6 separate regions of the Sus scrofa genome follow, and regions 1, 3, 4, 5 and 6 are each linked to region 2. The links are chromatin contacts, called in public Hi-C, HiChIP or PLAC-seq and promoter capture Hi-C maps. All regions are on one chromosome and are shown on one strand. Each heading gives the region's core, a stretch centred on a gene start, on an enhancer-like site or on the middle of the called end of the contact. The rest is flanking DNA. Distances are from core to core; before and after follow the strand shown.

Region 1 (4,216 bases), core at 1,118-3,617, 150 kb before region 2:
CCGGAGGGTGAAGCCGGGGGCTGGGGAGGGCTGGGCGGGGATGCCGAGGGCTACTGCTGGCTTCTGGAAGTGCTCAGTGGGTCCAGCAAGTAAGTACCGGGCCCTCTAGTGACTGGGCCTGGTTTGGGCAGGCAGAGGCTGGTGCAGAGGAGGAGCCACTGTGGGAGTGCCCTGTGCGCCTCGTGACCTTTATTGGTGTTGGCCGTGATCCACACACCTTTGGCCTCATTGCCGACCTGGGCCGTCAGAGCTTCCAGTGTGCGGCCTTCTGGTGCCAGCCCCATGCGGGGGGACTCTCCGAAGCTGTGCAGGCTGCTTGCATGGTGAGTTAGGGATGGGGCTGGGTGGGTGGGATTGCCTTGAAGCCTGACTGTTCTGGTGCCTGGCAGCCTCTCCAGAGATGACAAAGCAGCCCTGCCAGGGCTGACTATGGTTCAGTGGTACCTTACTTCACCCTCATGCTGTTGATAAGTTTCCATTAGTTGCCATTATTTCAAGCCCCAGACATTTCATATAATAATAGCTATTGCTGTTTTTCTCTAAATATCAGAAGCTTTGACACTTGAGTTCACATGTATACATTTCAGCAGGGATTAGGTGGGGCCTGTGCCTTGCAGGGTAAGCATTGTTTTTCCTGTTGCCTCTCATTTAGGTGGGTTTTTTTTTTTTCAGTCTTTTTGCTTTTTCTTTTCTTTCTTTCTTTTTTTTTTTTTTTTTTGTCTTTTTGCTATTTCTTGGGCCGCTCCCGCAGCATATGGAGGTTCCCAGGCTAGGGGTCGAATCGGAGCTGTGGCCACTGGCCTACGCCAGAGCCACAGCAACGCGGGATCCGAGCCGCGTCTGCGACCTACACCACAGCTCACGGCAACGCCGGATCGTTAACCCGTTGAGCAAGGCCAGGGATCAAACCCGCAACCTCATGGTTCTTAGTCAGATTCGTTAACCACTGTGGCACGACGTGAACTCCTAGGTGGTTTTCTGGTATCTGTGGGCATTTGACTGTGGGATATTTGCACTCAGTTCATTCCACTTGATTCACTCAAATATGAGTGCTTGCCAGAACTCAACCACACTTGACCCTGGGAATTGAGGGGTCCAGAGGGCACAGCCTTTGCCCTCACAGAACACTTAGAGTGGAGACAGACCAGAAAGTAGTTGTATGCCACAGGATAACAGAGGACATGGCCCCTTTGGGGGTTTCAGAAGGTCCCTGGAAGAGATGATAGGAAACTGCGAGTTGAAGGTCCAAGGAGGGAAGTTATCTGGGGAGGGGGAGGGGAACCACAGCTGCGAAGGTGGGCGGGGCGCCAGTGGGTTAGAATATCGGAAAGAATCTAGTGTATCTGGGGTGCATGGGGTGGGGGGTGGTGTGGAGTGAGAGATGAGGGCAGAAAGAATGGCAGAATCCAGGTCAGGGAAGAATTCACAGGGTGGGGTGGTGAGTTTCTCTTGAGGCACTTGGAGCCGTGGAAAGGTTTTGATCAGGACAGTGAAGTCAAGTTTGTGGGTTAGGAAGATCATGGAAGCTAGAGCATGAGTAAAAGATTTGGAAGACACAACTGAAGAAGTAAGAAGACCATTTAGAACTGTGTTGAGTCCAAATGAGAGAGGACTGGGGCAGGAGCACTGGGCCGGGAGAGGAGGTTGTAAACTGCCCTTGACTAGTAAGTCTGCTTCACCAGGGGCCAGTCCACCACAGGGAGAGAGAGAGAGAGTCTCAGTAGTAACCAACCCGACTAGTGTCCACGAGGATACAGGTTCGATCCCTGGCCTTGCTCAGTAGGTTGAGGATCCGGCGTTGCTTTGACCTGTGGTATAGGTCGCAGATGCAGTCAAGATCTGGTGTTGCTGTGGCTATGGTGTAGGCCGGCAGCTGCAGTTCTGATCTGACCCCTAGCCTGGAAACTTCCATATGCCACAGGTGCAGCCCTAAAAAGCAAGGGGGAAAGACAAAAACAAAACAAAAAAAAAATGAGCACAGGCCCTGCAGTCCGAATTAGTTTTGAATTCTAGTTCTACCAATTTCTGACAGGGTGACTCTGGGCACATCATATGTTCTCTGAATCTCACTTCCACCTTTGCAAAATAGTGCCAATACCTGATACACACCTAGATCAAGTAGATTCCACATAGCACTTAACACGGTGTCACCTAACACGGTGTCAAGCCCTCTGTAAATGTTCAGTCAATGTCCAGTTTCCAGCTTCTGTCATTGAGCCTCTTGTGGATGCTGTGGGGAGTCCAGGTGTGGTAGACTCCCAGCCTCATTTCATACCGAAGCCTTGGCCAGTTCCCTGTCTTGCAGAAGCTTTCCGGGAGTCTGCGAGTGGGAAGGAGCTGGACCCTCATATTCTCCTTCTCCCCAGGTTCAGTACCAGAAGTGTCTTGTGGCCTCTGCAGCTCGAGGCAAGGCCTGGGGTGCCCAAGCCCGTGCCCGCCTGCGGCTCAAGAGGACCAGCTCTGTGGACTCCCCAGGAGGTCCCCTGCCTCTCCCCTTGCTCAAAGGAGGGGTTGGGGGTGCAGGGGCAGCCCCTCGAAAGCGGAGTGTCTTCTCCTTCCTTGATGCCTTCCGGCTGAAACCCTCTCTGCTCCACATGCCCTAAGTTAATCAGGGAGGACTGGGGAAGGAGGCTCTGGGTCCAGGCCCAGCTCTATCCCTTCATTCCCCAGGGACCTGCAGCCTCTCACCCATCAGAGCCTTTTCTGCCTGCCCCACTGACCCTTGTCCACTCTCTATTTATTGTTTATATATGGATGATTGAGAGGCCCTGCACCACAACCTAGGCCCCTGGCTCTCCTCTCCCTGGGTCCTTGTTCTTGCCCCTCTTAAACCCTGGACAGTTGGCTCTACCTCAGCAACACTTTATAACAAAATCAGTACAAATAAAAATCCCTCAGTGACCTCACTGGATGTAAGTATATTGGGCCTGGGACTGGGTCGGGAGTTAACCTGTAAGAGCTGAGTGTCTGTGAATGTTCTTGGTGTTGGTGGCTGCCTGTAGTCACGTGAGGGCATGGGTGTGTTGGCAGTCTGACTTCATTCATTTAACAAATGTGTTTTCTAAGGTCTTCTCTGTGATAGGCACTAAGGTCAGCACTAAAATAGGGGCTCCACCTTCTGAGACTGTATAAATGAGTTAAATAAACAAGCCAGAAAATAATACGTAGTGCAACTAGGAAATCTCAGAGGGTTGTGGGAGCTCAGGTTAGACCCTGAACCTGGCCTGAGGCATTACTAGGCTTTCTGAAAGTGTATTCCAGCCTAGAGAGTGTAAAATGTTCAGCGCAGTGGACAGAGGTTCTGGAAGTCCACTTGGTTAGATCATGGTGGGGCAGGAACTTTAGCTTAAAGTTGCTCCTGAGAGCACCTGTGAGATTCGGAAAGACGGGACCCACGGAAACCCCCCTCATTGGTACTACTTGGTCAGGAGCACACATTTATGAGTCCCTTAGGGAGTTGGAGCAGGGTCTTCACAGCGCCTCCCAGCGTTTCGGCACAACCCTCCAACCTGGAGAGCGCCAGGCAACCAGCTCTGCTGGGGGCGTGCTTGTCAGCGCTGCCTGTGCCCGCCCCGGAAGTGACGTGCTGCCCCGCTGGCCGGGCGGAAGTGGAGATGGCGGAGCGGTACGTGAAGCCGGGTGAGCGCGGCAGGAGGGCTGGGGCGGTTTACCGCGCGGAGTGGGGCTCCCTGTCTCCCTCGAGCTCGCCTTACGCATCCTATCACCTTCGCAGGCAACAAGGAGCGCGGCTGGAACGATCCGCCGCAATTCTCATACGGGCTGCAGACCCAGGCTGGCGGACCCAAGCGGACGCCGCTCACCAAGAGGGTTGCCCCTCCCCAGGATGGATTGCCCAGAGGTGCGTAGGGGCCCTGTGCGTGGAGACCCGCCGAGAATGGGCCCGGGGATAAGCTTGTCCCATGGGCCTTTTTTGCTTTTCCGAGGACTACCTGGAGAGGTTGGAATCCCAGAAAGGGGATCAGTTCAGGCCCTTTTCCTAGTGCTTTCTCTACTGTCCAGGTAAATAATTGGTATATTGGTCTCAAGAGAATCCTTGCTTTCGCCCTGGGTGATCTCATGCAGACCCATAGTTTTAAATATAGATTTGATTGCCAAGTTACTTTCAAATTTTATTTCCAACCTGGATCTTTTCTCAGAGCCCCATTGTGGTATATCCATTTGTCTGTGCTGTTTACTTGGCTATATAAGCATCTCA
Region 2 (4,740 bases), core at 589-3,088:
TCACATTCGGACCAGAGCAAAACTTTTCAGTCTATCTCACAAGCTTCCAATCTAAGCTTTAGAGACTAAAGATATTCCCACGTTATTTCCTAGATAAAAAGTAAATGTGTTCCCGGTTCATCTCTTGTCAATTTTCATTCAAAATCTAAAGGAAAGCCTTCCACAAGCCCAGGAGTGGAAGGGCTCCAGAGACTCGCCCCATAACTGCCTATTCAAATAAAATCCTGTCCCACCTTGCTGACAAGTTATTTCTTTTAGAGTGAAATTGAAAGATACAGATATTCAAGGAACCATCTCCTTTGTAACCCACACAGTTTTTTCAAGAGCAAAATACTGGGGTCAGAATACACTAAGGTTTTAAATCTAACTCTACTCTACAACCCACAAATAGTTTCCCCTTATTCCTCTCAAATACAGCAGCCAGGATGGTTGTACACAAAGAGAAATCCCTGTACTTTAACACCAAGATCAGAGGTTAAAATGATTAGTCGTGAGGGATGAGCCAGGCACCTTAGAACTAAAATAGAATACTCTGAGCCCTTAGAACAAGAGTCATCACAGGACAGCCCAATACCCAAGCCATAGTCAAGAGAAATAAGCACATATATAAAAGATCTCCTTTTGCCCTAGAGCCTAAAAGATGATGCCTACCATTCGAGGCTGCCTAGACCTAAAAAGGCCCGGTATACTCTTAAAAGAAATGAAAGATCTGATAACATGTTGCCCTCACTGCAAAAGATGTCCATAGCGAGCCTCCCCTTCTCCAAGCCTAAAAATCTCCCGGGTTCAGCTATCCAGCTGTTGGGAAGCTCAGGGGTGCACTGGAACTTTCTTTTCCTGTCTAACTTCACACACAGTCCCAGGTGCAAGATCCACGTGATTTTCCAACGCAAACGCAGACAGCGCCGTAGTACTCACCTGCCTCAAACTCAAGAGGGGGACGGAGAACCCTCCCTCAACCCACAGGACACATAAAGTCCAGCCCTTCGACTCCAGCAAAGACTCAGCAGAACGGGAGTGCTCCTGGAGCCAGCAAGCTCGCTCGCTCTCCGTCTCTGCCCGAGTCTCTCTCCTCGCCCTCGCCCTCTCGGTCTCGCTCTCTCAGTACCAAGGGCAGGGACTCTGGCAAGACCCCGCCCCGCCCCAGCGCCAAAGCAGGGTGGGCGGGAGGCAGCCCGAGGAGTCCCGGTTCCCGCGCGAAGCTCAGAGACCAAAAGACTCCCTATTGTGGGTCTACGGATGGTGACGGGAACCGGTCCGGCTCGAGCCGCGGGCTGGAGAGTGAGCCGAGGGCGCACTAGGCCTGCACCGCTGCCACTGCCGCCATGGAGCCGATCGCTGTCAGAGAACGACTCCGCCCGGGCAGCGGGAGGGTGGCCCGGGGCCCTGCATTGGCCCGGGGAGAATTCATGCCTCAAGCTGTGTGGGAGGCGGGGGTCCCGGAGCCGTACCTCGGACACCTCGTCCTCGTCGCTACCAGAGGCACTACCTCCTCCCCCGGTCCTCAGGACGGCAGCCGCCAACTTGAAATCCAGCGCCGCGTCCCCTCCGCCCGCACCGCTGCCGCCGCCACCGACTCCCGGAGCGGGCCCGGCCTCCCCAAAGAGTCTCACGGTGCGGATTCCCAGCCCGACCCCTCCCGGCGGAGGCGGCTCCGAGGCCCCGGCTGGGGCGGATCGTGGAGCCACTGAGTCCAGGTCCTCCTCAAAGGAGGTGCCGCCGCCTCCGCCGTCGGTCAGCATGGTTCGCACGCGGAGCCGGAGACGCTGCCGAGTCACTCGCGGCCGCCACCGCCGCCGATCCCGGGAACGAGAGGAGCAGCAGAAGGAAGAAGTGTCTCCTTCCCCCCCGTCCCAGCAGCGCCACTAACTTCTCACTGCCTAACCTGCTGCCTCCCGCCCCTCACACTCGCCACTGGCTGCAGCTCCCCAGCGGCTGCAGATCATTGGCCAAAGCGACCCGTCACTCAGGCTTCTCGTCACGCGCTGCTCGCTGGCTCGCGGCCCCCAAGCTGCGTTGACCCGCGCAGGCCTAGGCGGTTGCGAACACCCGCCTCCGATTCCCCACGCGCCGACTTCCGGTCTTTTTCTAAGTCTATTGGCCAGCCTCTCTGACTATCGCGTCACGACCTTAAAGTGGATTAGTGGGCCTTGTGGTCAGGCACAGTGACCCCTGACAATGGGAAACTTCATTCGTGCCACAAAGTGTCGATCACTTTGTCACAGGACGTCGCGTGGAACAATTGGCCGGTAAGGGTACCATTCATCCCGCCCCCATCCGAGGTGACGGGAAAGGGTTGGGGAATTTCCACTCTTGATTAAATTGACGGCTGAAGTGACGACCTGCAAGCACTGGTGCTTTCTGGAGTAAATTCACCCAGCACTTGGGGAGGCTTGTACGTCAAGGGTGCCAGAGGCGCGGAGGCAACGCAGCCCCCACCTGTCGCTCCCCGCCAGGCGCGGAGAGTTGCTGCACGGGGATTGGAGGGAAGAAGCTATCAGTCTCCGCTAGGGTCCGCCTCCCCGCCAGTCCCTGGTTGGAGGAGGGGCGCGTCAGTCACTAGAGAGGTCGCCGCCTCTGGGACAGGTGAGGCTGGCTAAACTCCTTGCCTCGGGTTTTTGCCGCGGGAGTAGGGGGCTGGGGGAGCGGGCCGCGCTGTTCCCGCCGCGCGCCTCGCGCCTTTCGGAGCGGAGCCAGGCCGGCTGAGCTGAGGGGGCCAAGGAGACGGCTAAGGATGGCCGCCGGGAGGCGATTCGGCCCGCCCGCGTGCCAGGACGTGGCTGGGCGCGGCATGTGTACAGCCCGCGGGCGGGGTCGCCCCGCGGGACCGCGTTCAGTTGCCTGTGGGAGCGGCGCGACTGAGGGCTGGACAGCGCCGTGCCTCAGTACCGGGAACTGTCCCACGAAGGAGGGTGCGAGGGCCGCGGATGTCGAGCGGAATCACGCCGGCGGCGGGCGGGGGGCGGGGGTTGGGGGCTGAACGCCGTGGTTAAGGCTGCGTGTTCTGCAGCAATTTCGAGGTCTGCTGCCGCCCCTTAGTTACTGGGTGACCTCTGGGCATTAGTTGTTTAGTCTCTGTGACTGTGACTTTCAGTTCGCCTGTTTGTAAAATAGGGGTACCTACCTCATGGGATGGTTGTTATAAATAAATTGGTACTACCATCAGGTGCTTCACAAAGTTAACTTCGAGTTAACTAGCAAAAGTGAGTTCGTTATGTCGTTACTTACTCTTCTTTTAAGAGTCCTCCACCAGCCTCTGGCACCTGCCAGGCAGACTAATTCTTGTCAGGTCTCTGTGATGCAAAACAAGGCTAGCCAAGGGGGTGTCCCCTACCCCCTAAGGATCCCTCTCCACCTCTCTTATCTCTGTCTCTCTATCACCTTTGTCAATAAAGAGGGCTTTAAAAATACCCATGCTCTAACTAATCCTAAAATCAGAGATCACAAGAAAAAGCATTTGTTGAAGTTTGTGTGGCAAATGTTCTTTGTCCCAGAGAATGTCCACATGAGTTTTAGCCAAGAAAGATTGGCTAAAAGCAAAAGATTGGGCATTGTCTCCTCTCTTGCAACTTTAACAAAGGGTTTTGTATAACTTGTTTGGGTAACTTTTAATATTTCACCTCCCTTGAATTGGAATCTGAAATTTTTATAAAAAATGATTTTTAAAATGACGTTAAAAATTGATTCTAAAAAAAAATTAATTAAAAAAAAAAAAAACGGAGTTCCCGTCGTGGCGAAGTGGTTAAGGAGTCCGACTAGGAACCATGACGTTGCGGGTTCGATCCCTGCCCTTGCTCAGTGGGTTAACGATCCGGCGTTGCCGTGAGCTGTGGTGTAGGTCGCAGACGCGGCTCGGATCCCGCATTGCTGTAGCTCTGGCGTAGGCTGGCGGCTACAGCTCCGATTAGACCCCAAGCCTGGGAACCTCCATATGCCGTGGGAGCGGCCCAAGAAATGGCAAAAAGACAAAAAATAATAATAATAATTTTTTAAAAAATTGATTCTGCCCATGTGAAGAGTGTTTTGAAGAGTGTGAATATCCCTTTGGCTGGTAAATACTCATTTTGGCATTTCACATGCAGACAAGTGACTTTCCTATGAGCAGAAAGTTTTAGGTAAATATTTTCCTTGATAATAAGTTATAGAAAATGGGGGAAAGTATCTTTTCTAGAAAACTCTTTTGATGTAAATGCCATATACACTAGCTTTAGTTAGAATCTGTGGACCTGATTTAGCTCCTGTCTTTAGTCACAACCCAAAGTAATAGCACCCACAAAAGAAACCCAACACTGCCCAACCCACTTCAAAGCTGGATTATCCAGAATTGTTATGGCTACATCCTTAGGCAAAAACAGGTATTGACTGGTACAACATTACAAAATAACTACTTGTCATTCCTACCAGTAATACAAAATAATTTATGATGCAGCTCCCTGAAAAATATTCATTAAACGAATGTAATAATCTTCAGAACAGAGAGAAAGGAAATCTGAAATATATATTTTCCCCAGCATATTTGAGAGAAAAATACTCAAATACTCCCTAGCAACCACCCTTGAGTATAGCTGTGGAAATATGATTGGACAATAATCTTTATTTCACCAGGACCTTTACCTGAGACACTTGTTGTCAGTAGTTTGACAGTCAGTATTGGAGTCAGGATCTCTCAATCTTCCAGCTTTTGGTGACTGCTAGATAGAGTCTGTACTAAATATGATTTAATATTTCCATATATACTAC
Region 3 (4,802 bases), core at 6-2,505, 220 kb before region 2:
GCTGGTCTCAGAGCTCTGGGATGCTGGCATCAAGGTAGAGGAGGCAAGCCCCAGAGTGGCAGCAGTCCAGGGCACACTGGGTACAAAGGAAATGAAAGCTTATCCATGGCGGTCCTGCCATTACTGTGACTACTCAGGGTGAAGGCCAGCTTGGGCCCCAAGGAGGTTGTCCCTGAGGACTGCAGGAGGCAGCTTTCATCTCGTTCCCCGGTCCCCTGCAGGCAGAGCTGCTCTACAAGAAGAACCCCAAGTTACTGAACCAGCTGCAGTACTGTGAGGAGGCGGGCATCCCACTGGTGGCCATCATCGGTGAGCAGGAACTCAAGGACGGGGTCGTCAAGCTGCGCTCAGTGACCAGCAGGGAAGAGGTAAGTCGCGGGCAGGGAGGCTGCAGGACCCGGGCCGTGTACCATTCGGGCAGGCCCAGGCCCAGGCCCAGGCCCATTCAAGACCGGAGCAAAAGCGCGGCATTCCTCTCAGCGCCCACTTGGAAAGGACCCAAGGGTTCAGTTGGCCCTGTGATCATGGGAGGGTAAACTCTCCCTCCCCACCTCTGCCCTCTGTCTCTCTGCCCCCCAAGAAGCACTGTCTCCCCTGAGGTGTTTGATTGGGTTCCCGCTCCCAGCTGAGCCAGGCCTGACGCTGGAGAGGGCGGGGGCCCTCAGCCAGCAGAGGATGCGCACACCACCTTGTCCCTCCGTCCCGGCCAGGTGGACGTCCGCAGGGAAGACCTCGTGGAGGAAATCAAAAGGAGAACGAGCCAGCCCTCTTGCACCTGCTGAGTAAAGCCAACCACCCGAGGAACGTGGGACTGGCACGACTTACAGCGAAAACAAAACTCTGCAAAAGTACTGAATTCAACAGCCTGGCACACTTCTGTTCCAGCAGGAAGACCCGAAGAGTGGTCAGAACGGAGACATTTTTATTACGATTATTTTATTGATAATCACAGGCACGAAGGGCCCGCTGCTACACCATTTTCCACATGAGGCCCTGGGGGCTTAGCCCTGCGTGTGCGCCTGAGGCCCGACCTGGTCTCCGCCGCCGCAGGGCCCACAGCCAGCCGCCTAAGGTCCAATAAAATGCCTCAACCACTGGAGCCGGCCTGTGTCACTGTTGCCTCGCCCCGCCTTCCCTGTCAGAGCCCGGGCCTCCCAGTGCGACCACTTCTGAGGTGGAAAACGGGGCGCGTCACTTAGAGAAGGCCCGGCGGGCTCGCCTCCGGCGTCCGCGCTGCGGCGGCCTCTCGATCCGTTTCCTAGGAGGTGGGGCCGCCCGGAGACCCACCCGCCGGGGTCTCCGGCTTCCACCTGCGAGTCGGAGGTTCCCGAGGCGCACGTGCGGCGGGTCCCCCCACCCCCTTGAGAGGCGGGGTCGTGCCCTGAGCCAATGAGCGCCTGGGGGGGTGGAGGCGTGGGGAAGCTTCCAGATAGGCCGACAGGGCGGAGGTTATAAAGGGGGCACGGGCGAGCCGGCGGGAGAGCCATGCAGTCCAAGCGGGAGTGTGAGGTAAGTGCTCGGCTGCCCGGGGCTCGCTGCGTCCGCGGCATCCCCCGCGAGGTGGGGCGGGCGCGGCGGTCCGCCCCTCCAACCTGCCCTTTCCCCCCCAGCTGTGGTGTGAGAGGGTGAATCCAGAGAACAAGGCGGCGCTGGAGGCGTGGGTCAGGGAGACGGGCATCCGCCTGGTGCAGGTGAACGGGCAGAGGAAGTACGGCGGGCCACCGCCAGGTATGCTAGTCCCGGCCCCCTCGCCTGCGGGGCCGCCTAAGGCAGCCTCGACGGCCCCGACCCGCGGCGCCTGGGGGAGGGGCTGGGCGCCACCGTCAGGAACCCCGAATTACCCGTTGCAGGCCCCGCCCCAAGCAGATGAACTTCTTGTCCGTGGGTCCCAAGCCGCCCGCCCCCTCGAGGAAGGAAGCCTGCCTTAAGGTGCCCTCCCCGCTGTTAGCTCAAGTCACCCACCTACTTAACACCAGCGGCCCGGTGGGGTTGTACCCATTTCACGGACGTGCACGACTTACCCCTCCCACGCCGGGTCCCTGAGCCGCGTCCTCAGAACCTTCCGGGGGGGTGACGGCGCCCCTCTCCACCCCTTTCCGCCAGGATGGGTGGGCAGCCCGCCGCCCGCCGGGTCGGAGGTGTTCATCGGGCGGCTGCCCCAGGACGTGTACGAGCACCAGCTGATCCCACTGTTCCAGCGCGTGGGCCGCCTCTACGAGTTTCGCCTGATGATGACCTTCAGCGGCCTGAACCGCGGCTTCGCTTACGCCCGCTACAGCTCGCGGCGCGGCGCCCAGGCCGCCATCGCCACGCTGCACAACCACCCGCTGCGGCCGTCCTGCCCGCTGCTCGTGTGCCGCAGCACCGAGAAGTGCGAGCTGAGCGTGGACGGGCTGCCGCCGGGCCTGAGCCGCCGCGCGCTGCTGCTCGCGCTGCAGCCGCTGGGGCCCGGCCTGCAGGAGGCGCTGCTGCTGCCCAGCCCCGGGCCGGCGCCCGCGCAGATCGCGCTGCTCAAGTTCAGCTCCCACCGCGCCGCAGCCATGGCCAAAAAGGCCCTGGTGGAAGGTAGGGGTGGAGACTGCGGGGGTCGCTGGTTGGGGCCAGACACGTTCTGCGGACATTCTACCTTTGCACTGGAGCATAGGTTGGCATCGCGGGTTCTAGTTGCCAGGCCTTCGGGTCAGGCCCACCCGAAGGGGCGACGGAAACTATTTGACCTCCCCCTGAATCTCCACTGATGCTGCCAACCACCGCTTAACTAAGCTGAACACAGAATGCTCTTCCTCTTTAGATATTTAAAACACTCGCTTGCCCAAGGCATTCCAGCTGAGCCTACCTCTTGCCCACCACCGAAGCTAAGCTATTTCCTCACACAGCTGTGAGAATTGATCGGCACTTAACACATTCTCTAGTTCTCGGCTAGTGTTCAAGGTAAAGGTTAGCTATTGTGATGGTTATGAGGTGTCAGAGCCTGCCTCGGCCAGTACTCCAGGGAAACTGAAGATAGTAGGTATTATGGTTCTTTTGTAAATAAGCACAATGAGTCCTAGAGAAGTTATTTAACTTGCCTGAGATCCAACCACCAGGACATGGGGCTGCTGGAAATTAAACAGGCCTGTGTGGCTCCAAAGGACTCACAGAGGTGCACGTGGGTGGGGGAGATGTTGGGCCCTAGGGCTTAGACCCGACCTGTCCCCCTTTTTCCTGCAGGGCAGTCACACCTCTGTGGAGAGCAGGTGGCAGTGGAGTGGCTCAAGCCAGACCTGAAGCAGCGGCTCCGCCAGCAACTCATGGGTCCATCGCTGCGGTGCCTACAGTCTGAGGGCAGCCAGTTGGCCCTGGCCAGGGACAAGCTAGAGTCCCAAGGGGCTCGGGCCGCCCTGCAGCTGCTGTGCCAACGGATGAAGCTGGGCACCCCAGTGTTCCTCACCAAGTGTCTGGGCACAGGCCCTGCTACCTGGCACCACTTCTGGTACCAGGTGGTGATCCCTGGGCATCCAGTGCCGTTCAGTGGCCTCATCTGGGTGGTGCTGGCCTCAGATGGGCAGGATGGGCATGAGGTGGCCAAGGAGGCTGTGTCTGCGCGGCTTTTGGAGACGCTGAGTGAATCTGGGGCCAGCCTCCTGCGGTCCGCTGTGGCTGAGGCAGGTACCATGGTTCAGCAGTGACCTCATCCTCTCCGTAGGCAGCCTGAGCAAGTAGCAGAGCCTGTGTCAGTCCCTGGCCCAGCAGGCCTGGGCAGCCACCATCTGATCCCAAGAAGCGAGGAGCATGGGCCCTGCCCTGGGCCTGACACAGCCTCTTGGTTGGGACAGGGCCCCCATGCACCTCTGGGCAACTAGGTTTGACCAAGTTGTGGGGAGGGACTTCGCCTTCCCCTCCCAGCCCAGAGGCTGACCCCAAGATTGTTCTGTGTGTGACACATACACACCCACCCTCTGGCCTCTTCCCGAAGCTTAGCATGAATCTTTGCTTATTTTTTGTCTTTTCTGATGTTTTTATTTGGGGGCTGGCTGAGCCAAAGGGTCAGAAGCCTGCCTTGGCCCCTGCCACTTGGCATTCTGGTTTTGGTGTACGTGTAGCTTTTGAGTTTTCTGTGCTGGTTGTATTTATATTAAACCCCTGGTTGGTGTACACCTGCGTCTGTGCTGTCTTGCCCCAGCTGTGGGTTTGCCTTACACTGGTGGAGAGCAGCTGCTACAGGACAAGTATGTCCTCACATCACGGTGAGTCCTGAGCCTCTGCATCTTCAGGTTCTGCACAATAGGGTGTTTTAAGTTCCCAGCCTCTGGGGGTCGAGCCCAGGAAGCAGGAGCTGCCCCCTGAGAACCATCCTGAGATTCAGTCCATGCCCTCAGTCACTATCGTCCTCGCTCTCCTCCTCCTCCTGCACCGGAGCTGCGGCGTCCTCGCCCTCCTCCCTCAGTCCTGCAAAGAAGTCATCTGGGCTCCAGGCCTTGCTGCTCAGCGCCCGCAGCGGCCCTCCCTTCTTCTTGCGCCGGCGGTAGTCATCCACCACCACTGCTCGCAGCTGGGCCATGTCCCAAAACTTGAGGCGCTGGTCATGGCCACTGCTGGCCAGGAAACGGCCACAGTGGGAGAGGGCCAGCTTCTCCACAGGCTCCCCGGCGTGCTGGCCCACGCTGCCCACCACTCGGTTTGGCAGGATGTGGACGGCCCTGGGCAGAAAGAAGAGAGTGTTGGGATGGGCTGGTTAGGTCTGCCCTTCCTGGGACCCGAGGGCCACCTGCTTCTCTCACCTGATGACCCCGTCGGTAGAGCCAGCACACAGCAGACTCTCA
Region 4 (4,269 bases), core at 290-2,789, 240 kb before region 2:
TAGCAGTAGCTACAGAGAATTTCAACACAGCAAAAATGATAAGCAATCCTTAACTCCCTACATCTTTTCTCCACTTTAAAGCCAACAAGTCTATGGCGTTCCCATCCTGGCTCAGCGGAAATGAATCTGACTAGTATCCATGAGGACGTAGGTTTGATCCCTGGCCTCAGTGGGTTAAGAATCCGGTGTTGCTGTGAGCTGTGGTGTAGGCCAGCAGCTATGGCTCGGACTCGACCCCTAGACTGGGAACCTTCATATGCTGCGAATGCTGCTAAAAAGACAAAAAAGAAAAGAAAAGCAAGACCACTCATTTAGTGTTTTCAGACAGATACCCCATGTGTAACACGGCAATCTTCTGAGAGCTGGGGAAGTTTTTTAAAGAAGAACTATTATCTAGGAAATATCTGCTATATGCCAAGTACTATTGCATGAGTTACATAAAAACCAAAAGTGCTGGAGTATGCAAGTAAAGCAAAAGAAAGTACAAGTCTGAAAACAGAAAAGAAAATAAGACCAACTCCCTGACAAAATGTAAGGCACAGAGAACAGCCGTAAGCACTAGATGAAACAATCAATCCCACGTTCCCCAGGTTAAGAATCCGGTGTTAAGAATCCCACGTTCAATAGCAGCAATACACAGCAGCAAAAACACTCCACTTAACTTCTTCTGAGGATCACTACTGAGGATTCCACTGTCTTCCCTGTACTTGAGGAAAGCACTAAATGAGCCAAGCAAAGGAAGGGCAAGGAAGCAGGGAACCGCAGAGCCGGAAAGCACCTCCAAACCATTTCAGTTCATCTCCTCACGCCTATCTTACTTTTCTACCTGAGGAGCCAGGGAGGCACTATTCTGCCGGAGGTTACACAGGAAAGGGGGCAGCGCGTTTCAACCCCCCACCGACTCGCTAACCATTGCTTCGCATCTGCAGTACACTTAGCACTTGATGGAACAGGCACCCACCATCCTTCTTTTCTCTCTCTTCTGTGAGCCTCTTCTCCGCAAGCTTCTCATATTCATCTTTGTCCCACTTTCGGCGAAAGTCCAAGTTTTTTGCCTGTGGGGGAAAAGGGGCTGAAGATTCGTCGCTAATCGTGTCCGACCCCTGGACAAACAGAAGAAACCGCTCCCCAGCCGCTAAGGCGGCCCCGGGACCTGGGAAGAGCGAAGCCTCTCCGGACAGCACCGGGAGGCTGAGGTTGCCTCAGGACCCCAACCCGAGACCTTCCCGCTTCCGATGACCCTGCGCCAGGGCCTTACGGGGGAGCTCTCAAACCAAGGCGGTTAGATCGCCAGGAGGTGTCGGGAAGCCAGGCGGGTGCGGGGTATTCAGCGCCGAAAAGCCGCCCCGCACCCCCCATCCCAAGCCTCCTCACACACAACACCTACCCCGCTACCCGACGCCATCTTCACAGCGAAGTGAATGGAAAGCCGGAAAATGCCGTAAAAAGCGGCCTTGCGCCGTAAGGCAAGCCCGCCCTCCAATAAGCTTAGAGTCTCGTGTTCTAAACGAGCTAAGGACTGGAGGATTTCTAAAACAAGATCGTCGGCCCCGCCCCTGCTCCAAGGAAATGGCGCATGCGCAAGGGGAGTATGAAGCAACGCGGAAGTAAGGGCGCCTGCGAGGGTTTTTCACCCTGGCTTTAAAAACAAGCACAGATTCAACCCTTCCATTTTACGTAAGAGGAAAATGAAGTTCAGATCAGCGCCCTCCGGTCTAGTCTAACCAACCTGCGTGCACTGCCAAGAGTTTCCAAACCTTCTTAAGGCTGAAGTTCTGTTATCAGGGGCTCTAGATGCCTCTTTACCTGTGTGCACTGAAGATAGGGCCCCAGAGCTCCTAAGAGTTTGCACAGGCTGTAGTCTTCCTAATGCACAAACTGAAAGCGCTGTTTGCATTTTGTCTCTTTATCTTGAAGCAATGCTATCACCCCTTGGTTAACTCATTTTTCCTTCAACTGAGAAACATCACAATTATTCAATCTACAGGGCACAATTTAATCAACACGATCGGACCTGGGAAGGCCAGTCATCAGCAACACTCTAGGGTGAAGAACTCTAGCAAATGTCACACTACACACTGACTTAGTGAGGTGACTGTATCTCACAGCTGCGGGGAGGAGGAAGCATGGCTGTTCCCTTCACCAAAAATAAAACATCACCCCAGGGACGTTCCTCTTAGCTCACTGCATCCTCCAGTGTGCACTCAAGCGTTTTCTATGGCCTATGCAAACAAATCCCTCGATAACAAATTACCCAAGCTTCTAGATTTAATATTTTATTTAATATATTATACAACCACTTCTAGAACAGCCACCTCCACGGCAGGACATGGACTAGTTAGAGCAGGCATAGGTAATGGTCTCCAAAGTCTCAAAAGATCAGATCTCCATCTTGTCAGGTCGCCTATTAAATTCAACATTCAAGATTATTAAACAGACGGCCTCACCCTGATTAACACTGGGTAGGCTAGAGAGACGTCATATTAATATGGGCACTGCTGGGCCCTTGGGCTAGCATCTCTGTCCTCAAACAAAACAGAGAGCAGTCATTGCCCCTTCTTGCTGTTTACCAAAAACTCCCTGGACAGGCCAAGACCACACAGTGGTCAAACTGCCCAGAATTTGGTTCAGAAGCGAAGAGTGGAAGGCTAAGACATGACTTCTGATCTCAGTGGTTCAGAATCGTCTCAACCTGAGGTGACTTTCCCAGAGACTTGTTCACAGCAACCATCTTATTAGCACATGTTGGCAGCGTTCAACGGCACTGCAAGTCTGCCATCTGCCTCTGCAGTTAGAGCATGTCTCTGTCACATACCAGCCATCTGCGCCCATGCAGTATAGCTGCTCTCACTAGCCCCAGAGTCCTCAGGACCTCCTACAATTCTGTACCCAGAAAAGATGGAGGATGCGTAGGCACGAGTCAGCCATCCTGGCCAGCAGTTGTAAAGTTGTGGAACAGGAACTCAGTCCTAGATGAAACCTTTTCTACAAAGAGCAGCAGGTGGCATTCAGGCAAGGATCAAGACTCAGATAGTCGCTTCTGAATTTCAGCCACAAGATTTTCTCGCTTAATGGCCACCTGAAACATAAGAGAATCTTCATGTGACAAACTAGAGAGTGATACTAGCACCTCAGACACTGCTTTTCCAGATTCATTTAATTTGGCAACTATTCCCATGACCTATGCAACCGGTAGGGAGTCTGGGCTTCAAGCTGACCTGAAGAAGGTAGGAGCTCAAGACTAAAGGGATTCAAACACCGGATCTATGTTTATTTTATCTCCAGATACCCAAAGAGATTTCATTTGTCTTCTTGCCTGCCCAGCCATCATTGGCTACAATGGCTGCCTGGAGGGGGTACTCATTCATCTCTATCACTATAAACCCTGGAGATATTTCCTTAGCCAGAAGATACGTATTTCTTTTCTTTTCTTTTTTTTTTTTTTTTTTTTTTGTCTTTTTGCTATTTCTTTGGGCCGCTCCTGCGGCATATGGAGGTTCCCAGGCTAGGGGTCGAATAGGAGCTGTAGCCACCGGCCTACGCCAGAGCCACAGCAACGCGGGATCCGAGCCGCGTCTGCGACCTACACCACAGCTCACGGCAATGCCGGATCCCTAACCCACTGAGCAAGGGCAGGGATCCAACCCGCAACCTCATGGTTCCTAGTCGGATTCGTTAACCACTGCGCCATGACGGGAACTCCACATATTTCTTAAAGAATCTAAGAAAGGGAGAAACATTTGGTCCCTTCTATTTCTGACTGCCGCACTCACCTCCTCCCTGCTGGCCACTGAACGCAGCTTGATGAACCCTTCCTTCAGTTCTTGCTCACCAATAATGACCACCAGTGGAATACCCATGTCCTCAGAGTAGTGCAGTTGGGTTAGTAGTTTTGGGTTGTTCTTATACATCAGCTCTGCCTAAAAACAGTGAACAAAGAATAGGGACCATACAGAATTCCAGTGTGATTCAGAAGAAATGAATCCGACTAGTATCTACGAGGATGTGGGTTCAATCCCTGGCCCCGCTCAGTGGGTAAAGGATCCGGCATTGCCATAAGCTGTGGTGTAGGTGGCAGTGGAGGCTCTGATCTGGCATTGCTGTGGCTGTGGTGTAGACCTGAAACTGCAGCTCCAATTCGACCCCTAGCCTGGGAACTTCCATATGCCACAGGTGTGGCCCTTAAAAAAGCAAAAAGAATAGGGAGCTTAGAAGTGACCACCACTCAAACCCCAGGAGCAAGCATATCCAGAGAAGAAGGTAAGTAGC
Region 5 (4,871 bases), core at 1,409-3,908, 220 kb after region 2:
CTCAGCCTTGAGGAAAACAGGAAGCCTCTTCTGTCAGAACTTTCCTCCTGCGACAACTACGCCTAGGCGACACGTCACAAGTCTGAGAGATGGACGTTACAGGTCCACAGCATCCCTGGGCACATCAGCAAGCACCTGACTCTTCTTGTGCGCCCGAGGACTGGCAGGGTGACGAGGACTGGCAGGGTGACGTGGGCAAGTGTTAAAAGGTGACTGTCCCACTCCCCATTCAGTGGAGCGCATGGTACCGCCCACTTCAGCCTCCGAAGAACTTAATCATTAACTCCTTTAGGGTTGAAAGGATGTAGCTTGAAAGCCCAAGAGGCTGCCAGGATACACGTGTATTCCAGGCTCTAAAAGAGCCGCATCAGGTGTGAAACCATCTGAGGTTATCGACACATGAAATACACACCTGACCTTACTCGTGATTATTGGCTTATTGGTAACTACGACCAGGTAACCACACCTGCAAACAAAACCAAAATGCCTCAGGGCATTAAATAAGGCTTTTTTTTTTTTTTCCAACAAAAGTTGACAATGTCCACCTCTTTATTTGACTACATCTCAAAAACAAAACAAAAAAACAACACTCCATTTATCCAACGACTAAAATATTCCGTTTTGAAGGAGCTCGAATGTCATATAAGCCTCCCATTAACACTCCTGGTACCTCTGTGAAGGGGGCACTGCCCATTACCCTGTTTCAAGGTCAAGGAATGTTTCCAAGAGAATGATGGGGCCCTGTCCTTGGGTGACAAAGGGCAGGCCTACAACACTCCGTGGTGGGTCTCTGGCTCACACCTCTCAGCCCAGTTCCCCTTAAAGGAGGGCATTTCTGTTCTTCAGGAGAAGAACTTCCAGCCCTGGTGTTTACCATAGCTGGTGTTTAGGGAAATGCTGAAATTTTTTCCCTGACACTGAAGTCTTAAGGTCTCTACCAAGGGGAAAACTTGTGGGGGCAGCAGAGACGAAGGAAAGCGGAAAATTTCCCCAAACTCTTGGCCTACTTCACTGCCTGACAGCACAGAGTTGTAGCGCCGGGGGTGGGGGGGACTGTTTCTTTCCCAGGGAAGCATGAGTAGTTCAAATACTTCCGAAGATATTTAGAAAAGGGTTAATATATATACATATATGTTTTGCTTTTTAGGGCCACACCCGCGGCATATGGAAGTTCCCAGGCTAGGGGTCTAATAAGAGCTGTTGCTGCTGGCCTATGCCACAGGCACAGCAATGCCAGATCCGAGCCACAGCTGTGACCTACACTTCAGTTCACAGCAACGCTGGATCCTTAATCCACTGAGTGAGGCCAAGGATCAAACCCGCAATCTCATAGTTCCTAGTTGGATTCATTTCTGCTGCGCCACAATGGGAACTCGGAGAAAAGGGTTAACTTTTTTTTTAATGTGGGCTTCAAGATATTGTAAATCAACAATACTTCAATAAAAAAAAAGTACTTAAAAAATATTAAATGTGACCCAGAAATCTAATTTCCAGTGATTCTGAATATTATGGGGCACCTGCAAGGTCCCATTAAAAAAAAAAAAACAACCCACTATCGGAACAAGTCCTACAGGGTCCGTGGGGGGGTGCTGTTCTCTGGCTACGCAGTAGTGTGTGGTAAACACACCTTGCTCAAGTGACCTATCTTAAGACATCTTTTTACACAGCAGGATGTCACGGATCTGACTGGAAGTTCACTCTCCCCAGTTGCCACCACTCTGGATTTGTCCCCCCCTGGGCGCTGCGCTGGCTTCTCTGTTGAAGCATAAAGCAGCTGCAGCCACTTTGCCTAGTTCTCAGCAATTCCCTCAAGTGCCTTTTCCTGTACAGGATCCCTAGAGGTCCAATTCTGTTTTCTGGAGTCAAACAAATACAAGGCAAATTGGTGAGAAGTTTTAGCTATTATTTTACTTCCTCCCAGAAACCAGAAGTTGCTAAGTTTCAATATAAAATGGACAGCTGTGCCGGACAGGATCAGCACATTTCAGAGTTGGGAAAAAACCGTCAACTGCCAAATCATCCCTCTTCAATAACCAAACTATGTTTTTCCTGTTTCTCAAGAATTTAAGAAAAAAAAAAAAAATAGCCCATTAACACTTAAGCAGCCTTGCTTGAGAAGCCCACAAATTGAGGGTAGGAGGTAAGAAACGGCAACACTGTTCTCTAATTAACAAAGAGCAAGCGACTCCCTCCAGCTTCCCCCACGCCACACATTCATGTTTTAGGCAGGGATTTTCCTTCGATAACTTTCTCGCCATTAAATCTACCACTCACCTGAGGTTTGGGTTTCGCCCTGGGGATAAGACGCGTTTGAAAAACACCCTGAAACCTCAAAAAGATGAGAGCTGTGGACCAATTAAGCTCAGGGCGGGTCCGAGGGGGCAAAGCTCTCAGAGCCATTAACTCATCCGGAAAACGAGCTGCACTTGGGCGCTTCCTTCCCCCTTCACAGCAAGGAATTTTTAACAATCTGCTCGCAAAGGGCTGGGGTCATTGGCGTCTGGCTGCCTGCGCCCCCATCCCTGTCTGCTACAAACATTTCAGAAGCAGGGTTCACAGAATTCCCAAGAGACCCGAGTTCTAGGCGTTGTCACCTCTTTTCGGGGCTGTCACAACAGCCTCCTGCATGTCTCCCCAACCCCAATCCAGCCGACGCTTCAATGGCTCCCCAAGATACTCAACCCCCCCCGACCCCGAGCCGAGCACCCCGAGTTTTTCCTAAACGGCCCTAACCTAATTCTCCAAAGTCCCCCCCGCCACCCAATCGCCCTAGCTCTCGGTGCAGTAAGTCACCGAATCGTCATTCCAGCGCCAGACTCAAGGTCTCCTTCCCCGAGGTCCCCTTTTCCACCCTCTACTCTTCCAGCCCCCACCGCTGCCGGGAGATTAGTCCCCACCCCTCAGGGCTCAGCTCAGATTTCACTTCCCCCAACAGGTCTCCTCAGATCCCAATCCCCTGCTCTCAAGTCAGGATTCCTCGCCCCTCGCCCCTCCTTTTCTCAATACCCCGGTCCCTTGATCCCACCCGCGGGGCTCCCGAGCGGCCTCCCGTCCCAGCAGGCCCGACTCAGAGAACGGACTGAATTCCCCGGCAGCGCCCTAGAAACCGCAGCCCAAGGCGAAGAGATGCAGAAGCCTCCCACAGATGTCCCCCGAGACCGGGTGTGGCGAGCCTCGCACTCAGTCGGCCAACTCCTCGCAACGCCGAGCCCCTGGGTCCACCGCCCAGAGGCCCGGCCGGCGGCGCGGGAGCTTCCCAGCCTCTGCCAGCGGCCGCGATATGCCGGAGTGGGCACCGGGCCGACTGCAACCGCTTCCCCGGTTCCTGACCTCTACCCCAGGGCTGCGCGCTTCCCGGCCTGAGCCGGCCCTTCCCCGCCCGAGGCCCCGTAGCTCTCCGCGCACCCTCTGGGGAGCTCAGGAGTGAGCAACACCCCGGTAGGGCCCTGCCCGCGCCTCACTCCCTCCCGGGTCTCAGCTGGGCCGGCCTGGGCTCCGCTGCGCCTCACCTTTCCTCTCTACGAACCCGCCGGGCACTGGTTCGGCTGGGACCGAAGGGCTCGGACGAGACCGCACAAGTTGTGCCGCACCTGCTAAGGAACAAGTGAGGAGCCTGGGCGCGCCTGACGTCACGACCGCCGCGAGCGAGGCGAGCTCCGAGTCACCTGATCACCCTGGCAACGCGCGCGGGGGCGGGGCGAAGAGGGGGCGGGGTCACAGCGCGAGCCCCGCCCCCAGCGGCCGGGCCTCCGGGCGCGCTCCCGGGCGGTTGCCGGCGCGGGAACCCGAGTTCCGGCCCTGGCTTCCCTGCTTGGTCTTTGAGTTGGGATGGATCCCTGAGACTCCAACAGGCACGCCCCTCAGTGTTGAGAGACACCAAAAATTACCCTCTTGCCGCCACTGCAAGTGCCCGAAAGGCGGGGCCTGTGTCCCCAAGGCACCCAGTTCAGTGCGTGGCACTCAGGATTCCCTGTGGGCTGCGCTTCCTGGTATCTCCTCTGGTCTAGAGCCAGCTAGGTTCAGGGGTTTACTCCGCGAACTGTACTTGGGAGGGATGCGGCCAAGGCTGATAACTGGTTTGCTTTCTAGCAACTTTCTCCATAAACCCCCAGTCTTTGCTAGATAATGTAATAAGACTGCTTTCGTTCAGGAGAGGGGAAGAGACGGGCTGTCGCCCAGGCCCAGATTTTCTGTCCTGCAAGCCTCCTTCTAATCCAACAGAATGAGAAATCACTGCAACACTCTCAGAGCAAAGCCTAGGACAAGCCCGAAAGTCCTACTTGGAAAGATATTTTTATTGTTTTTCAGTTTAGAAATTGATTTTCTCGTAGTTCCTGACATGGCTCAGCAGAAACGAATCTGACTACCATTCATAAGGACGCAGGTTCGATCCCCGGCCTAGCTCAGTGGGTTTAGGATCTGGTGTTGCTGTGGCCTATAGTGTGGGTTGCAGACACGCTGGGATCCTGTGTTGCTGTGGCTGTGGTGTAGGCCTGCGGCTACAGCTCTGATTGGACCCCTAGCCTGGGAACCTCCATATGCTGTGGGTGCGGCCCTAAAAAGCAAAAAAAAAAAAAAAAAAAATGATCTTCTCTTCAGTGTTCTCCCCTTGCTCACTATAATCCTGTCTGCACCTCTGTGACCTTCCAGTCACTGGCCATAGAAGCAGCTTCAAAATGAAAATTCAACACCTCATGGAGGTCCTGGCCGGAGAGAGCGTCTGTTTATTTCAGTCCTTAACTTCTTTTTGCTTGAGCTCCAGTTAAGGTTACTCTCCTATTCCCTGCACCGCTATGGAGGTTTCATGCATGTCATCCCTCCCTCTCAGACTATGGGATTTTAAACCCAAGAATTACTCTATAAACAGCTTC
Region 6 (4,483 bases), core at 250-2,749, 190 kb before region 2:
AGGATCCGAGCCGCGTCTGCAACCTACACCACAGCTCACAGCAACACCGGATCGTTAACCCACTGAGCAAGGGCAGGGACCAAACCCGCAACCTCATGGTTCCTAGTCAGATTCGTTAACCACTGCACCACGACGGGAACCCCACACTGCTTAATTTTAATATTTTAACTCACAAAGCAATGTGTTTTACTCAGATATGAATGCATGTATATAAATACATTTTAAAAGAGTAGGAAGGAAAGATACATGTAAAAAAGGTAATGGCGGTTACCTCTAAGAAAGGCACTGGGATTGGGGATGTCAAGGACATTATCCTTACTCTGATGTTTTAATTTTCTAGAAGAATTAATTCCTATATAATGTATAATTAAACATCAATTTTGAAAACTATCACTTTCTGGAGTTCTTCTGTGGCACAGTGGGTTAAAGATCTGACGTTATCACTGCAACCAGCTTGCGTCATTACTGTGGCACAGGCTCGATCCCTGGCCTGGGAACTTCCACATGCTGTGGGTATAGCCAAAACCAATTTGACCCGTAGGCTGGGAACCTCCATATGCTGCAGATGCAGCCCTAAGGCCCTAAAAAGACACATACACACATAAAAGAAACTAGCACTCTCCCTGCCATAATTTCCCCTCTAGTAGACTTAGGCAAGTGGTTGGCCTGATCCAGCTACAGTTTGCGGAGGTAAAGGGGCAAGTGATACAATTTTTTGACCATCCTTGCTGACAAAAGATTCAGAGTTCTTTCATTATCACCACCATCACTTTACTCATTAACTAGCTCATTCCCGTGGTTCCACATAAAATACTCACTGGTGGAAGGAGTGAGGATCGTCCACATCATGGCCGTCTGGGGCCAACGGGTTAGAGAACGGCTCGCCTAAGAAAAAGAATTAACATTAATTGAATTAATCTCCTTCGTGTCTGGTCCTGTGCAAAAGTTGGGGACCTAGATGTGAACAACACACGTGTTTTCATGGCAAGTTGCTCACAATCTAGTGACTTATGACAACTCAATCCAATGATGCAGGATGAGCAGAGACTTCCTGAAGATGACATCTAAGATTACTACCCGGAAGATAAATGACCGTAAGCGAAAATCAAGTGATGGGGATTCGGGGTGGTTCACAGATAAAACTCATCGGTCGTAGCTTCGACCAAGGACAAGATTTAGGAACAGAGCTGGAGCTGCCCGGCCTCGCTCGGGGCCCGGCTGCTTCGCCAAGCTCCCAGGCTCACTACACCCTCACACACGCACACCCAGCTTAAACTCTAAGGCCAAAATAATGCTCCAAGTGTCCCGAGTCCCCGCGGGGAAGAAAGGGCAGATGATCCGAGCCTTACTGTCTCGCTCCGGCATTTCGTCGCGTCGTTTCAACCCCAACAACAACAACGGAAGAGTCGACAACAACACAGGCGCGACTGGCGCTTCCCCACAATGCACCTCAGGCGTCCACCCACAGTGCCTTTCGTCCCCGAGCCAATCCGCACCAGCCGCAGGCGGAGAAATCCGAGCCAGAGGTGACCCTGCAATGCTTTCATGGCATTGGCTGTGCTTGGCCCCGCCCCCTACGTCAGCCAGCCTATCGCGGGGCTGTAGCGTCCGAGGTTCCTCTGACAGGATCCCCTGGCCGGAAGGTCTCCGCGGGTTGATTGGGTTCTAGGGGAGATGGCGGCAGCCGCAGCGAGTCGAGGTATCCGCGCCAAATTGGGCCTGCGGGAGATTCGCATCCACTTATGTCAGCGCTCTCCCGGCAGCCAGGGCGTCAGGTGAGCCGCAGCCTGGTGAGGCGGGCGGGCTTCGGGGCTCCGGGGTCACGACCTCGACCCCCCGGGTGTTATGGGGAGGCCTACGCCCACACCACATGGGCGGTGCTCTCTCCGGCCCCGCAGGGACTTCATCGAGAAACGCTATGTGGAGCTGAAGAAGGCGAACCCCGACCTGCCCATCCTCATCCGCGAGTGCTCTGATGTGCAGCCCAAGCTCTGGGCTCGCTACGGTGAGCGTGGGACGCCGGGGGCCTGGGAACAAGGGTTCTGGATGAGAAAGGGCCGCCCAAGGTCACGCAAAGCCTGTAGAAGGACTGGAACTCCGACTTCAGCCTTGCTGTTGACCTTGTTGCAGATAAGGAAATATACATTCGCAGAATTATAGGATGCTTCGTGTCCCAGGTAACGTCTGTATGGAGGCGTGCCCTGTCCTGCATAGGGGACAAGGATCTGTCGTTTTTGTAATCCTGAACAGGCTTCAGATAGGGGAGGAGATGCGGGTCAGTTACCGATCAATGTAGGTCCTTCCAGATTATGTGCGCTCAGTGCCAGTCCAGGTGGAGTGTATAAGAATCTCAACAGTAAAAACCCAGAATAATGACTGTGTTGAGTGCTTACTGTTAGGTCCTATGCTGAGTGCTTTCCCGCCCAATCTTCATTAAGTAGATGATGGGTAGATTCCTTTTTCTCTTTGTAGAGATGGGAAAGCTGAATCAACAATGTTACAGGACATACTCAAGGTTATTTAGCTAGGATGTGTAACAGGGTTGAGCTTGTTCCCCCTTCCCCACTTCTGTCATGCTTCCTTCCATGGCTGGTTCTTTGTTATAATTAGGTTACTTTCCAGGTCTGAATTTATCTATTACCTCCTCAAAAAGGCATTGCCTGGCCAGTTAGGAAACACTGCCCCTCAGCCCTTTTTAATCATATTTCCCTATTTCATTTTAGCACAATCTGAAAGTCTCCCACATAGCAGGCACACCGTGTTTATCTTTACTGAATAATGGTATTTTTAACCACAGCTTTTACACCTTGTCCTAGAAGTGTCTGCGGGAAGGTGGGGAGTCACACCCAAGACAGATGAGTTCTAATAATGGACACCTGCAGTATGCCGTGCACTAAAAATTGTTTGGAGGAGGGAAAAGGTTCTCCTTCCAAAGCCAGTAGACTAGAGATGAACAGAAATAACTACATTAAATGGACTATAGGAGCTATTAAATGAGCACTAGTGAAATGCAGGCCCAGGCAACGCCCTGTTCACAATGGTTAATAATGAATGCCTATTAATGTCCCTTTAAAGCTTCTGTTAAACACTTTCCTTCTCATTATAACTGCCTGGAACCAGCCAGAATTCTCTTTGTACCTGGACTTTCTAGATGTTGCTGAGACCCACTAAAATCCTAGGCATGCCAGATACACCTTATCTCTATTTATCTCGTTTCTACACTTCCTAACAAGACTGTAAGTTGAAGACACAGACCTTTTAAGCTACTTTGGTAGCCCCTACAATGCAGAGTGGATACTTAATCGCCTCCCTCTTTCCTTAGCATTTGGCCAAGAGAAGAATGTCTCTTTGAACAACTTCAGTGCTGATCAGGTAACCAGAACCCTGGAGAATGTGCTAAGTGGCAAAGCCTGAAGCCTCCACTGAGGATTAAGAGCAAAAGCCCCAGCGCCAGGACTCTGCTGGACTGAGCACAATGTGGAGAAACGTGTTCTGTTCTTTATAAAGCTTGTGCTGAAAGTGCCGCCTCCGGATGTTTTGTTCCTTGTTCCACCCTCTACCCTGTATTGTGTAACCAACTGAGGCAAAGCAGTTAAATATAAAAATAAAACTTTATTCTGTCCCATCAAAAAAGCCACAGCTGCTAAAGCAAAAGAAAAAAAGCAATCCCAGACACTCAGATTAAGTAGGCCACAATGAGTTCCTTCTGGTCCTCCTGCCTGCACAATCCTGGGTGAAAGAGGAGGAGCTGGGATTCAGAGGTCTTGGCTTAGGCTTACGTGTGGGAGCAGAAGGCATGACATGTCATTGTGGTGCCAGACCCCCAAAAAGGGCTCTGTGCAGGCTGGGAAGATGGGGGGTGGGAGAGGAGTGGAGAACGTGACTATGAGGGGCCAGGTCACCCACGAAGAGCTGTCTGCTGGAGAGCACGCACACGATCCTGGAGCTGGGCCACCTCTTCATGCCTCTGGAGGGCCTGTAGCCCTGACCGCTGTAAGAAGGCCTGGGCGGCCTGAAAGCAGGAAAGAAAAAGATTCAACGCTGGGTCCCTGAGCCCTAACACTCAATTCCCACAGTCTTATGGGTTAGCCCACCTCTTCCTGGAAGAGAATGCATTTCCAACGAGAGTTTAGGTGTTCTGATCTGGAGCCCACAAGCCCAGAGAAGTGACTGAGGTTAAGACTGAAAGGAAAGGGACCATGGGGAGACCAGAGGCTTTAGAACAGGGGGGTTGGAGACCAAGGCCAGAAACCCACCCCCGGCTGGTAGAGGAACAGCAGCTGCAGCAGCTCCAAGCTCTGGCCTACTACTACAGTGTCAGAGAAGGCCAACGTGTCCAGCAAGGAGGGGAGCAGGGGCCCTGGCCAGAGACGCTGACAGTAAGCAGGACCTTTCTCTGCAACGTTGCACAGAACCGTGAGCACCTGCGGACAAATACATGGACACAGTCCCCATGAACAATGAAAGCCCAAGAGTAGCTTCT

The links. Promoter capture Hi-C pulls out the DNA fragments that hold promoters and counts their contacts. A called contact is a pair of places that touch in the nucleus more often than the background predicts. HiChIP or PLAC-seq counts read pairs in DNA pulled down with a chosen protein or histone mark.
Region 1: a contact with region 2 is called in a promoter capture Hi-C map of fetal liver, with 3 times the contacts expected there. The contact joins the promoter of SRA1 here to the promoter of ANKHD1 in region 2. A contact is called at or near these places in 2 of 5 promoter capture datasets (fetal liver and liver), 5 of 47 Hi-C or Micro-C datasets (heart right ventricle, liver, retroperitoneal adipose tissue and 1 more) and 2 of 2 datasets of contacts at active chromatin or transcription factors (alveolar macrophages and skeletal muscle).
Region 3: a contact with region 2 is called in an H3K27ac HiChIP or PLAC-seq map of alveolar macrophages. The contact joins the promoter of DND1 here to the promoter of ANKHD1 in region 2. A contact is called at or near these places in 1 of 5 promoter capture datasets (liver), 1 of 47 Hi-C or Micro-C datasets (heart right ventricle) and 2 of 2 datasets of contacts at active chromatin or transcription factors (alveolar macrophages and skeletal muscle).
Region 4: a contact with region 2 is called in a promoter capture Hi-C map of fetal liver, with 2.6 times the contacts expected there. The contact joins the promoter of ZMAT2 here to the promoter of ANKHD1 in region 2. A contact is called at or near these places in 2 of 5 promoter capture datasets (fetal liver and liver), 6 of 47 Hi-C or Micro-C datasets (blood, heart right ventricle, liver and 1 more) and 1 of 2 datasets of contacts at active chromatin or transcription factors (alveolar macrophages).
Region 5: a Hi-C map of skeletal muscle shows a contact between it and region 2, with 3 times the contacts expected there. The contact joins the promoter of CYSTM1 here to the promoter of ANKHD1 in region 2. A contact is called at or near these places in 3 of 47 Hi-C or Micro-C datasets (heart right ventricle and skeletal muscle) and 1 of 2 datasets of contacts at active chromatin or transcription factors (alveolar macrophages).
Region 6: an H3K27ac HiChIP or PLAC-seq map of alveolar macrophages shows a contact between it and region 2. The contact joins the promoter of IK here to the promoter of ANKHD1 in region 2. A contact is called at or near these places in 2 of 5 promoter capture datasets (fetal liver and liver), 5 of 47 Hi-C or Micro-C datasets (heart right ventricle, liver and skeletal muscle) and 1 of 2 datasets of contacts at active chromatin or transcription factors (alveolar macrophages).

The regions. Positions count from the first base shown.
Region 1 is chr2:142,312,764-142,316,979 of Sscrofa11.1, reverse strand. SRA1 (steroid receptor RNA activator 1) reads left to right here and starts at 2,367. Exons shown (of 5, transcript XM_003124013.4): 1 at 2,367-3,639; 2 at 3,734-3,859. The coding sequence starts at 3,441. It overlaps APBB3 (amyloid beta A4 precursor protein-binding family B member 3), which reads left to right. Exons shown (of 17, transcript XM_005661738.3): 12 at 132-323; 13 at 2,367-3,639; 14 at 3,734-3,859. The coding sequence ends at 2,603.
Region 2 is chr2:142,163,412-142,168,151 of Sscrofa11.1, reverse strand. ANKHD1 (ankyrin repeat and KH domain containing 1) reads right to left here and starts at 1,838. Exons shown (of 34, transcript NM_001203267.1): 1 at 1,452-1,838. The coding sequence starts at 1,742. LOC110259509 (a long non-coding RNA gene) reads left to right here and starts at 2,048. Exons shown (of 6, transcript XR_002341945.1): 1 at 2,048-2,586.
Region 3 is chr2:142,383,860-142,388,661 of Sscrofa11.1, reverse strand. It overlaps DND1 (dead end protein homolog 1), which reads left to right and starts at 1,255. Exons shown (of 4, transcript XM_003124043.4): 1 at 1,255-1,509; 2 at 1,611-1,728; 3 at 2,104-2,565; 4 at 3,211-4,136. The coding sequence starts at 1,486. The coding sequence ends at 3,668. It overlaps HARS (histidine--tRNA ligase, cytoplasmic), which reads left to right. Exons shown (of 12, transcript XM_021084891.1): 10 at 1-34; 11 at 222-368; 12 at 711-1,099. The coding sequence ends at 782. It overlaps WDR55 (WD repeat-containing protein 55), which reads right to left. Exons shown (of 7, transcript XM_003480931.4): 6 at 4,761-4,802; 7 at 3,977-4,679. The coding sequence ends at 4,355.
Region 4 is chr2:142,408,240-142,412,508 of Sscrofa11.1, reverse strand. ZMAT2 (zinc finger matrin-type protein 2) reads right to left here and starts at 1,539. Exons shown (of 6, transcript XM_003354316.4): 1 at 1,388-1,539; 2 at 962-1,055. The coding sequence starts at 1,405. It overlaps LOC100521256 (probable histidine--tRNA ligase, mitochondrial), which reads right to left. Exons shown (of 12, transcript XM_013995242.2): 12 at 2,256-3,079. The coding sequence ends at 3,020.
Region 5 is chr2:141,943,832-141,948,702 of Sscrofa11.1, reverse strand. CYSTM1 (cysteine-rich and transmembrane domain-containing protein 1) reads right to left here and starts at 2,658. Exons shown (of 3, transcript XM_013995210.2): 1 at 2,275-2,658. The coding sequence starts at 2,400.
Region 6 is chr2:142,358,150-142,362,632 of Sscrofa11.1, reverse strand. It overlaps IK (protein Red), which reads right to left and starts at 1,499. Exons shown (of 19, transcript XR_001307243.2): 1 at 1,350-1,499; 2 at 819-885. NDUFA2 (NADH dehydrogenase [ubiquinone] 1 alpha subcomplex subunit 2) reads left to right here and starts at 1,507. Exons shown (of 3, transcript XM_003124046.4): 1 at 1,507-1,775; 2 at 1,899-2,005; 3 at 3,323-3,633. The coding sequence starts at 1,675. The coding sequence ends at 3,414. It overlaps TMCO6 (transmembrane and coiled-coil domain-containing protein 6), which reads right to left. Exons shown (of 12, transcript XM_013995236.2): 11 at 4,257-4,424; 12 at 3,593-4,012. The coding sequence ends at 3,899.